Regions from separate parts of the Capsicum annuum genome. Here region 2 is linked to region 1. Evidence: chromatin contacts called from public Hi-C data. All regions are on one chromosome and are shown on one strand. The core of a region is the stretch at or near the end of the contact, and the rest is flanking DNA. Distances in the headings are between cores, read along the strand shown. Region 1 overlaps LOC107848135 (putative late blight resistance protein homolog R1B-23). Region 2 overlaps LOC107847743 (importin-9).

The links. Hi-C and Micro-C count contacts between places; a contact is called where the count stands out from the background.
Region 2: a contact with region 1 is called in a Hi-C map of leaf, with 2.1 times the contacts expected there. The contact joins two enhancer-like sites. A contact is called at or near these places in 2 of 5 Hi-C or Micro-C datasets (leaf and placenta).

Annotation. Positions count from the first base shown.
Region 1 is chr11:5,533,850-5,539,979 of UCD10Xv1.1, forward strand. It overlaps LOC107848135 (putative late blight resistance protein homolog R1B-23), which reads left to right. Exons shown (of 8, transcript XM_016692822.2): 1 at 1-208; 2 at 1,562-2,945; 3 at 2,947-3,021; 4 at 3,023-4,851; 5 at 4,854-5,478; 6 at 5,480-5,539; 7 at 5,637-6,130. The coding sequence starts at 1,837. Among protein-coding and RNA genes, the nearest start is that of LOC107848135, 3.1 kb to the left of the region's middle. Within about 2 kb of position 3,577, at least 1 of the 5 cell types and tissues checked has an H3K27ac peak or open chromatin away from gene starts, as enhancers often do. A contact at or near this core is called in leaf, where this site is marked.
Region 2 is chr11:5,709,398-5,715,527 of UCD10Xv1.1, forward strand. It overlaps LOC107847743 (importin-9), which reads right to left. Exons shown (of 33, transcript XM_016692199.2): 24 at 6,022-6,130; 25 at 5,210-5,399; 26 at 4,567-4,681; 27 at 4,281-4,393; 28 at 4,125-4,202; 29 at 3,720-3,785; 30 at 3,512-3,643; 31 at 3,360-3,416; 32 at 3,183-3,263; 33 at 2,785-3,113. The coding sequence ends at 3,063. Among protein-coding and RNA genes, the nearest start is that of LOC107847743, 35 kb to the right of the region's middle. Within about 2 kb of position 3,089, at least 2 of the 5 cell types and tissues checked have an H3K27ac peak or open chromatin away from gene starts, as enhancers often do. A contact at or near this core is called in leaf, where this site is marked.

The DNA of each region.
Region 1 (6,130 bases), core at 2,327-4,826:
GAGTGAAACCATTTTATTTCTCTGCTTCTTATTTTTTCCAAATTAGACAGTTCTTTTTTCCTTTTTAATACTCATTTTCATTGGTGAACTTTTGTTTTTTTTCTTTAATTTCAATTAGTCTGTGTAAATTCAGCAAATGAAAGCAATTATTTTTGCTTATTAGTTGCAGATTTCTGTTTCTTGTGCATTTGAGGACTTCTATTGCCTTGTAAGTTTGTTTAATTAATTCATTTTGTTTTCATTAAAAATGAAAAGTCTGGCAGAAATGTAAGATAAAGATTATGTACAAAACCCTTGTGTCGGGCCCTTCTTGATCCTACCCATACCGGAAACTTTGGTAGATCGGACTGTCTTTTTTATCTTTTTTTAAATGTTTGAATCGACAGCTTGAGTGATGATACAAGTTAATTGATCTATCTACTTTAATATTACTAAGGGGTCTTTTGGTATACTGGATAGGATAGGACAGGTGGGGATATTCCATGAGTTGTGGTATTTCGTGGGACTATTTTGTTTCATCCTCCATATGAGATAGTAATCTCACAATTTTAGTACAAATTGTGAGATAGAATCATCTGGAAATTAGTGAATAATCGTATCAAACATAGATCAAGTTAATTTCAAACTTTATTATGGGATTATTTTCCTTATCCAGTGTATGAAATGACCCCTAAAGGTTGTGGTGAAGTGGTAAATACTTCCCCATCCCTAAAAAAAAAAAGAGCAGCCCGATGCACTAATGCTACCGCTATGCACGGTGTCCGAGGAAGGGTCCCACCCCAAGGGTGTATCGTATGCAGCCTTACCTTGCATTTCTGCCAGAGGCTGTTTCCACCCTAAATAGCGTTAATTTGAAGTTTTAAGTTCGATCTCTGTATACGAAGTGAAAAGATATAAAGGGTGTATTAAAACTCCCGTTATGCGTGGGATCCGGAGAAGGGCTGAACTAGAAGAATTTATTGTATGTATCTTTGCATTTCTGTCAAAAGTTGTTTCCTCGGTTCGAACCCTAACCATTTAAAGATATGTTTGAGTAAATTAAAAAGTTTATGAGAAGCCATTAGTCTAAAATTTTGTAAATGTTAGACGACAAGTTAATGTCTTGTTAGTTCCAAATTGTTTTCTGCTCCTATGTGATTTAAAACAAGAACACTAGATAGAGTTAACGGAGAGTGTCAGCCTTTTTGATGGTGGGTCAAAGTAATCCCCAGAAGACGGGCAAACCTTAGTGTTGAGTCTTGGCAAATGCCATGCGGTGGGGCAAACCTCAGCAAGGACGCCGTGTATGTGATACCCTAGCTTAGGATAAGAGTCCCACATTGACGAAAACCATAGGAGAGATGTTGGTTATATAAGTATGTAGGCCTTACACCGTAGTGACACATTTTAAAGTCATGAGGGTCTAGGCTCAGAGCGGACAATATCACTAGCGGGGTAATGTGGTTGTAATATTTGTTAAAGAAGATTATTAAGGTGTGGGTAGGTGAGGGAATGCATTCATTCCAATATAAGTAATAATAATACTATTTTGATATGCATATTTTAAAGTTATTACTTGCAGGATTTATCAAGAAATCAACGAGTAGAGAAAACTGAAAAGGTGGAAAGTAGATGGCCTAGGAGTGTTGGGGTGTGATAGTTGCCATAAACCTTGTGAAAGGCAATCATTTAGATAGTTCGACGAACAATGAACTGCATAATGCTGCGGAGCAACTAGCATTTGTAGTTGTATCTCTCGTGGCTCTGGAGGCTGCTCACCCTGAGAATGAGATATCTGCACAACTCAGGGACATATTTATAGAAACTCGTGCTGTTATTTTCGAGATATGTTCTCACATGAATAATCAAGCTGGCTCGACAAGTGGCTTCATCATCGTGATTTCAGATCTGCTGAAGATAATTCGACTGGAGAATATTGCTGAGCGAATAAAAGCTGCAAAGCCTTCAAGATCATCTAGCCCAATCACTATGGCGATAGTGGGGTCTATTGTAGCTTTGGTTGATGGTGTTATATTTATCCTAAGCCTACTTAATGTAAAGCGTTATGATGTCCTTCCGGTGTGTGTGCTTAAAGACAAGCTAATATATCTAGAAGTCTTCTTCACATTAACTGCAAAGCAATGCATTGAACATGAGAGGATGAAGGATCTCTTGGCCCACCCTGAGGATGTAGCTTATACTGCAATACGTCTTTGTTTCTGTGCGGCAGCCTGCAAGATGGAGGAGAATGACCACCAGACACGTGTGCGTATTTCTGATGAGTACCATAATTTGCTGAAAAGGTTAAGTCCATTTAGGCCTGAATTGAGGTCGATTTATCAGAGCCTCTTGATCGGTTCAAAGTCATCAGGAACAGAACCTATAATGGATGCCAAATCTATGTCCAATTTTGTTGATGCTATCAACAAAGATCTGATGGAGCTGCTAGGCCATAATGCCAGCTGGAAAGTTACCTTTGATGATCGAATACCATGGCTCAAACAAGGACTTCCTTACCTTTCTACATTTCTCCACGACATAGCATCCAAACGCACTCCACTTGAAGAATTCAATTCTCATCAATCACACATGGAAGATATAGCCATTGAGGCAGCAATTGTGATCTACTCCTCCTATGATGAGAGAATGAATGTGAGGTCCACGGAAATAGATCGTAAGCATTTTCTTTGGCAGCTGAATTTTAATTGTGTCAAGGTAGAAATCGGTCTGATTCAGCTACTAAACAATGAAGCCACCATAATAGCTCCTCTGAAAGATCTGATTGATGATGTCCGAGAACAGCTGATATTCTTGGGAACTTTACAAATGGATTCAACGGAGCAATGCAAAGAGCAAACTAAGATAGCTGATTTGTTGACACTGATTCAATCTGTGAATAACCAAGCATGCTTTATCATTGATTTTGTTTCTCGTCACATGAAGAAAGAAGACACGGAGCATGAAACCTAGGCAGATATGTCCCAACATTTCAACATCATCGACACTGGATCATCCTACGATAAATCTTCTGAATTTTCTTCCTATCTTATTTCAGCACGCTAAAATCCTCAAAGACACAATCTTCGCTTAGCCCCAAGATGGATGAGGTTTTGATGGGGTTTCATGAATATATTCTTGGCAACATACTACTAAAGGATGAAAGTTATTTGATGTTTACTGTCGCAAATGAGGTTAAAAAGTACTACTATGGGTTGTTGCTCCTGGTAACATATCTTGTTGATCCTCCAGTTCAGAATGATTTATTGACAAGATTTGGAACTTTTGCAATTGATGCTGAATCTGCTCTCTGTTTAATTTATGAGGAACCTGTGGATAGCAACAAAAGTAGGAAGGTCAATCTTGTTCTTCAGTTTTTGATGATTTCTTTCGAGCTTATCAAGTCTGAAGGAAACTTAATGGTTCTACTACAGCAGGAATCCACGTTGAAAGCTGAAATTATGGATGTGATTGAATGTGTTCATAAAGAGCTTATTTTGCTTAAAGCTTTTCTGGTGGATGTTCTCACGCAACACACAGAGCTTAGCGAATTGCATGATCTCTTAATGCACGCTGAAGTGACTGCCCACAAGTTAGGACAAATCTGTAGTTTTTGTTATGGAAGTTTCGTTGACGGCTCCAGCACTCAGCAAATGAGGCTTTCATTATCTGATCCTCTACAAGAGATTGAGTCTCTGAAGGTTGAGTTCAGAAAAGTATTCATTCAACTTCTGGATGCATCACCGTGCAACATGACAGATGGAGAAGGCCTTAACAATTTCTTATTGAACCGCCAGGACAGGCTGCCCAACTATGATGACTGTTCAATCTCTTTTCTGAAGAATCAGATCCTAGTAGTCGAAAACAAATCAGAGTATTTGGGCTCTTTTCTTGCAGATATTATACAGTATCGCAATATGCATCAAGAACTCAAAGACCTCGTGAGATGCGTTCAAGATGTAAATTATGTCTGTTTCTTCAATGTCAAGGGTTATAGACCCTCTTGGTATTACATGTTGTATCTCTCTGATGTTGAGAAATTGCTCAAGCATATTGAAGCGGAGGTCAAAATGATCTGTCTTAAAGTTACACATTCATTAGGTTATAGTTTCCCCAAGACAGATGGATTAGGATTTCTCAAATGTTTCTTGGGCAAATTGGAGGAGCTGTTGCGTTCTAATCTTGCTTCGGATATCAATTTAAAGTATTGGATTGAATCAGTCAAGGAGGGCTTATTGAGTCTCAGATCATTGATAGATCATTTTGCAGAAAACTTAGATGAGCATGATGAAGTTTATGGTCTTGTAACAAGTGTTACTGAAATTGCGAACAAGGCCGAGTATGTCATTGACTCGTGCTTGGCCTGTTCTCATCCACTCTGGTACAAAATTCTTTGGATTTCTGAAGTTCTTGAGCATATTAAGCTTGAAAATAAAGTTGTTAGTGAGACTTGTCAAAGAAAGAAAATAGATGCGACAGCCCACGAAGTCAAAAAGACAACTTATCGTGCATCCTCTTTATCAGCTAGTACTCCAATATCAAATGAAGAAACTGAGGGTTTCCAGGAGGCAATGGACACAATAAAAGAGCAGCTACTTGGAGGATCACCTCAGCTAGATGTCATATCATTGGTCGGAATGCCGGGAATCGGTAAGAATACTCTTGCTAAGAAGATTTACAATGATCTGATCGTTACCGGTCACTTTGATGTTCATGCTAAGTGTCATGTGACGCAAGTGTATTCATGGAGAGAACTGCTTCTGACCATTTTGAATGATGTTCTTGAGCCTGCTGATCGCACTGAAAAAGGAGATGGTGAAATAGCTGATGAGCTGCGTCGATTTTTATCAACCAAGAGATTCTTAGTTCTCATCGATATGTGTGGGACTATAATGTGTGGGACAGTTTACATATGTGCTTTAAAGATGCTCGGTATGGGAGCAGAATTATACTAACGACCCATTTAAGCGATGTTGCCAATTATGCTAAAAGTGAAAGCAATCCCCACCATCTTCGTTTATTCACAGATCGCGAGAGTTGGAGATTATTGCATGAAGAGGTGTTTCAAGAAGAGAGTTGTCCATCTGAACTTAGAGACGTGGGGTTTAGGTTAGCAAAAAGTTGTGGCGGGTTGCCTCTCTTCATTGTATTAGTTGCTGGTATTCTGAAAGTGAAAAAGAAGCAAGTGGATTGGTGGAAAGAAGTGGAAGAACGTCTAGATGCGCAAAATATGGGTAGCCTGGGAGAGAGCATGCGTATAATTGGATTCAGTTATAGGAATTTACCACACTATCTGAAGCCTTGTTTTCTTTATTTTGGCGGACTTTTGAAGGGCAAGGATATTCATGTCTCCAAATTGACACGATTGTGGCTCTGTGAAGGATTTGTACAAGCATCAGAAGATGCTGCACAAAATCTTCTGGAAGATCTTATTAGCCGAAATCTTGCAATGGGCATGAAGAAGAGACCAAATGGCAAGGTGAAAATGTGCCGTGCTCATGACGTTACATCAATTCTGCTTGGAAAAGGCCAAACAAGAGAATTTCCTTCTCCGGATCAATAGGTATAAGAACTTAAGAACTACTCTATTCTATTCTATTCCATTATGTTCCTAACTCTCATTATTCATGTGATTTTTTCTTTTCGCTCGATCAGATTCACGAACAGGATATGTTTCCTGAAAAGCCTGAGGAATATCGATTGTTTCTTCATTCTTCCCAAGATCAGATTGATCTCTGGCAGCCATCTTGCTCAAATGTCCGGTCTTTAATATTCAACATGATTGATCTAGATAACTTGTTATGGCCACTTGACATCTCTTTTATCTTTGACATCTTCAAACTTGTTAAAGTGTTGGACTTGGAATCTTTCAACATTGGTGGTACTTTTCCTAGTGAGATCCAATCTCTAATTCATCTGAAGTACTTTTCTGCTCAAACCGAAGCAAATTCAATTCCTTCATCTATAGCTAAGCTTTGGAAGCTTGAAACGTTTGTGGTAAGAGGATTGGGAGGAGAGGTGATATTACCGTCTTCCATTCTGACGATGGTCAATTTGAGGCATCTACTTGTAAAGCAGCGTGCGTCATTTAGTCTGGAGAACCGGGGTGAACCTCTTGCTTACTCTCAATTAGATAATCTGGAAATCTTTTCCA
Region 2 (6,130 bases), core at 1,839-4,338, 180 kb after region 1:
TATTGAAACTAAAATTAGAACTTCTAAAACCTCTTTTCATGGAGATCAAACCCAAATACTTTCATGGAGATCAAACTCAAATATTCCTACGCTCAAGAACTATGTCACTAACAACCCTCGAATTACGGAGAAATCCATATCAAATCCAAATATGCCTACGTTCGAACGTTTGAGAAATACGCTACTGACGACCCTCGAATTATGGTGAAAATCAAGAGAGAAAATCAAGGAAGGAACAGATTTGTACACACGTTGTTTATTAATAAAAAATATATATTTCTTCATACTTCTATTTGTGATTGAATACGCTACTGACCGCTCTCGAAAAATAGATTTGTACACACATTGTTTATTAATAAAAATACATGTTTCTTCATATTTTTATTTATGATTGCAATTTATTTGTTGGGAACACCACTAGCTCAGAGATAGAAATGTCGTTTAAACTATCTAGAAAAGAAATAGTAAAAGTACAAGATATAATAGAAATTACCACACTCAATAATATCATAAACAAGACTCACCAAGTAATACAACAAACGATACAACATTCTGAAATAATACTAGTACTATAACTACTAACACCGATAACAAAGTCCTCCTACCTACTACCACTGACGCACTCGTTCCTACTATCCTTTTACTCTAATCCGCCTTTCCGTTACCTTTCTATCCAGTGTCGCGTCCTCGATAAGCTGAATCTGCTCCATGTCATGTCTAATCACCTTCCTCCATTATTTCTTTGCTCTATCTCTATGTCGCCTCAATCCATTCCCAGCCAACCTCTCACACTTTCGCACGGGGGTATTCGTGTCCCTCTTCATCACATGTCTGAATCAACTCAACCTTGCTTCCCTCATCTTGGCTTCCACTGAAGCCACTCTTACCTTATCTCGAATAACCTCATTTCTAATCCTATCTTTTCTAGTACACCCACACATCCACCATAGCATTCTCATCTCCACCACCTTCATCTTTTGGGGGTGAAACTTCTTGACAAGTCAACACTCCACTTCATACAACAAAGTTGATATTGATACAAGAAAAAATTTAACTCATGATACCTTCCATACACTTTTCAATTATTGAATTTTAATCTAAAAATTTTGAATTAATCAAAAATAGTCAAATTGATTCTCAATAAACGAAGATGGAAAAGTATTTTTTAGACCGAGGAGTACCAAAGTACTAATCAATTGCTACAGCACTAGCTGGTCGATGATGCAATCAAGACAGTCCCCAAGTACTCATACGTGAAACAGCTAGAAATTTAAGGGTGTGTTTATATTTTTATATTTGATTGATCAAAATAATTTAAAAATTACTCCCTCCATTTAAAAAAGAATGACCTACTTTCCTTTTTAGTTCGTTTAAAAAAGAATGACCCCTTTCCTTTTTTTGACAATACTTCAATTTCAACTTTCCACATGGCATGTTTAGGACCACAAGATTAAAGGACATTTTGGTACATTTGACACAACTTTAATTTAAAGCCACAAGATTCAAAAGTTTCTTTATTTTCTTAAATTTTGTGTCAAGTCAAAGTAAGTCATTCTTTTTTAAACGGAAGGAGTATTTACTTTCAAACAAAATAAATTCCTTAAAAGTAAAACATTTACTTTCCTTATAGGTTAGTACACCACATGACTCAAAATCCTCATATTAATGGTTCTGATTTGGTAGACGACATGACTCAAAATTCTCTAACAATAAACAATTCCAATTTGGACTTATAGACAAAAGGATAGAAAATTCTCATGTTAACAGTTTCAAACTGGATTGTTAGACTACAGGACTCAAAATCCTCATATTAATGATTCCAGTTTGGTAGACCAAAAGACAAATCCTCACAACGATTTTGATCTGAATTGATCGACGGCATGATTCAACATCCTCATGTTAACAGTTCCAATTTGGTATATGTGACAATACTCAAAATCCTCATATTAATGCTTTCAATTAAAAAAAAATAGATAAATTAAATTAGTTTTATGAATGACATTTCATGTTCACTTTTCCGTCCTACCTATTCCACGTCCACTCTTAAAATATTTTTTTAAGATTCTCCACAAATACTTTTTAGATAATTTTTTTTTTTATATATCGAACATCAGAAATATGACAAGTACAAGAACTATGTTGCTCGCTCGAGTCTTAAAAATATTTTCATACTTGTATTGAATCCTATAAAAATACATTACTTTAAAAGAGTTAACCCCTCATTTTATATAACATTTTTAAAGAGTTCAAACTATAAAAGCTAACAATTAGACCTCATAAACATCAAAGAAGAACCACTTGAATAAAAGCTTCTACTATGCGCAAGATTCCAAAAAAAGACCAAATCAAAAATATCTATTATATGCATACTTCTTACCTTGTATTTCTATCAGAAGTTTGTATTTCTATCAGAAGCTGCTTCCACAACTTAAACTCATAATTTGCTAATCACATGGCATGAACTATACCAATTGCTCCAACGCTCTCCTTCTAACTGATCAAATTGATCAATTAATCAATTTCTTAGTGTTATAAATATTCTTTTTATCATTATACGTGATTAAAATTATACTTCATTCCATCTTTAGAAACGAATTTAGTTACATTGAATATGGGGATATTTCACAAAGATTATAATGTTTTTGTGATATTAGTTGGTTGTGCAAATTTTTGTGATAGGTAGAGATTGTTTCTGATGATCCTCGACTCAAAAGAAGTGAAATAAAAGCAAGATTGAAAAGAAAGATAACAGCAACGGCAGATTTTTAAATCCTAGAATCACAATTTAAAAATGAATATCAATCATAATATAATCAAATTTCCAATGGAAAAATGACTCATCATATAAATTTACAAATGCCTCAATCGAATATAAGTTGTTTACCTTATATTACACGCGATTTAATCGAAAGAAAATAGTCAAAAATTATAAAATTCGCTTTACAAACAAACTCACAGACACTCACCAAGAACCAAATTGAGGGGGGAAATTCAGTTTAGGCCAAAACCAGATACTTTCACAATGGACATTGTCCTCACCTTTTTGTACAACAAATGAATCGTCATTGCTTTAGCACCATTTGAATAGCATCATGTTGAGCTTTCGTCAAACTCTGCAAACATCGGTTGTTAAAACTATAATAACGCGTTCAAAATATGATATCGTAGAGTTTGCGCTGAACCTGTGAAAGATGACTGAAAATTGTTCCTTCACTGTGGGAGAATTTCTTGAGAAAATCTACTAGATAATTCACCAGATTTATCTGAAGACGCGGTTGTGTTGGATAAGTCAGTTTATACTAATGCAGCGACAACGTTCAGATATGATGTATGTTGTATAGCACAGGATGCACAAATACCTCATTAAGGGGGTCGGCACCACTAAGAAGGTCATCATCATCACCATCATCCTGGTCCTAGTAAAATGAATTTAAGGATTAAAAGGTGATTAGTTCGAAGGAAATTGATGGAGTGACAGATGAGAAAGAGAGAATAGCAGCGTTTGATAAACCTCGTCGAAAGCCTTGGCCATCGCGTCAAGGTAATCATGAGATGGTCTACCACGGGGTATGGCACTACTTGATAAAATTAAAGCTTCGTCTGTCTCAACGTCTCCGTCTTGAACTTCCTCCCAATCACTATCCTGGCACAAGGAATTTGTGTAAGATTTAGGATCTTATGGGCTAGTATTTATACAGTGCTTTAAGGACTGGAATTACCTCGTCACCGCCAACTACAACTTGCTCTTGAATTTCGATCAAGGCGTCCGCTAATAAAGCAAGTATCTATCAAGTCCATAAATACAAGTTCTGTTAGAAGATCTAATAGTTACTACTCAGCAAAGTTAGATTACACATCTGCCTAAGAACACACCAAGATAGAAGTACGCGCCATAAATCAATTGCTGAAAGACAGATGAAAATGTAGAATGTGGTATACATGAATTTATCATTAACGGGTGAGCAAGCAATGTCAACTGAAGAATTAAAAGTCCTATACAACAAACGTTGTGTCATGCCTGATGAGAACTCGGCATGTACTTCATGTGAAGTGGGCATAAACATACAAAGAAAAATACACATTAAGCTGTAAATCTCAGAAATTGTCCATAACAGTAACAATACCTTTGCAGGAAGAGGCATCAACGTCCATTGATCTGGAGCTATTTTAGCTTTTGAGCGTGTAGTTATCCCTGCAGTAGACTTCAAAATAACCAGAAAATGGATTTGAGTCTATGGTGAACTCTGCTTCTAAATGAACTGAGCAAAAACAAAACCAACCTGAATTATATAGCCTTGAACATTCAGTTTCCCCAATTCAACGTGCTTTGTAAGTAAAAGTAAAGCCAAAGCGGTAGTGGTAACTTTGATCTGGTAGGCCCCCTGAATTTCGCCTGAATATTAACATGTTTTTAGTAGAGCAAATATACAAGCAGGTGTCAAGATGTAATCATGACGCATAACCGAGACAAAGCAAATAGAGCAAAAGATCGATAATATGCTCAAACGATGCATTTACAAGTTCCTTGATAATGCCAATAAAGGACCAGTAAGCCCGTAAACTTGCCTTGCAACTTTGTCCACTGAATCATTAAGTACACGAAGGAGTTAGGATGACCTTCTGCTGGGATTGACACCAACAACTCAATAAATTGTTCAACATGAGGAGCACTCATGTGGACCTACAACGAAAAATACACCTCAGATCATTCCAGCATCATCACATTGCTATAGAAAAGCATCAAGTACAAACGGGAATAAGCAATTAAAAGAACAAGATTCCCAAATTCGTTACTGATAAACTTGCAAATACTAGTTTATCTGTAAAGCAAGAACGGGAACATTGTAATAACTAATATGTGCGTGCTATCAGAAGATGTGCTGGCAAACGACTACCAAAATCTCAATTTCTGAAAAGAAAAAAAAAGAGAAGAAATCACAATTTTGTTTTGGATCTGATCCTAAAGCATCGCAAAGTATCGTGAATTAAAAGCTAAATAGGAAAAAAGACCTTTTATGTGTGTTGTGTGTAGTCCACAAATTTATGTTAAGAGTCTACTTATTTCCTTTTTAACATCTACCACCAAAAAGTGGCATGTTGATATAAGCAAATTTAGCTCATTGGGCGACTGAAACGAGACCACCACATATGCAGCAGTTACCAGCCAAAAACGCAAAGACATCCTCAAATAAGGGTGAGGAAACCATACCAATCTGGCAAATATAACCAACAAAGAGCTTCTTAACCCAGAATGTTTACAAGATTGCATGCGCCTCAGAAGAGCAGCAACCAGGTCTCTGATATGTTGGGCCATCTGTGAAGGGAGGTGCAGAATAAGTTGCAGGATATAGCTCCCAACAAAAAGTGCTCCAGAACTTTCTAGATCAGGGTCCAGAAGCCTGCACACAGTACTTGTCAACAATAAACCATTCAAGCAGCATAAATATATCGTTCACACAGTATAGTAGATGTCTACGATTCTGCAACCCTCAACATAATCACAGGACAAGCTCAATATGATCCCTTCTAGATGATCTTCTAACTTAAGCAACAACTATAGATGCCTCAGGTGCTCAATAGCTGAAAAAACTAATAATAGGAATGAAACTATATGTGGTTATCTTTACTATCAGGTTGTACACCTCCTGCCTCCCCACCGAGGAAAATGGTTAAAACGAGAGGAAAAATAGACGAAAGAGTGAGCAAACAGATGAAAAACATGAATCTCTCATACTTTTAAACTTCTACTTTGAAGTATTACAGCAGTCTACAAGATTTCAGTGCTCCATGTTAAAGTGGAAGATAAAAACAATAATAGCTTATGCTGGTATGTATCTTGATATGACATCTGCGCACCATGTTACAGTGGAAGATCAAAGAGATTGCTCGATCAAAAATAGATGATAGCAAGTGATCGATGAGCCTACCAGCCCCATATTACAAATGAAGCATGATAAACAGACAAATTGAAATTCAAAGGCTCAACAGGGCAGATGGGAAAAGGAAGAATGACAACCCAACCTTGAAGCCACATCAAGCAAACTTCTCATTGCAAATGCAGTGTCACCACCCCAAGCAAGCAATTCTTCTTTCCCCGCAGATATAAGAGCAGCTAAGCACTGTGTTGCAT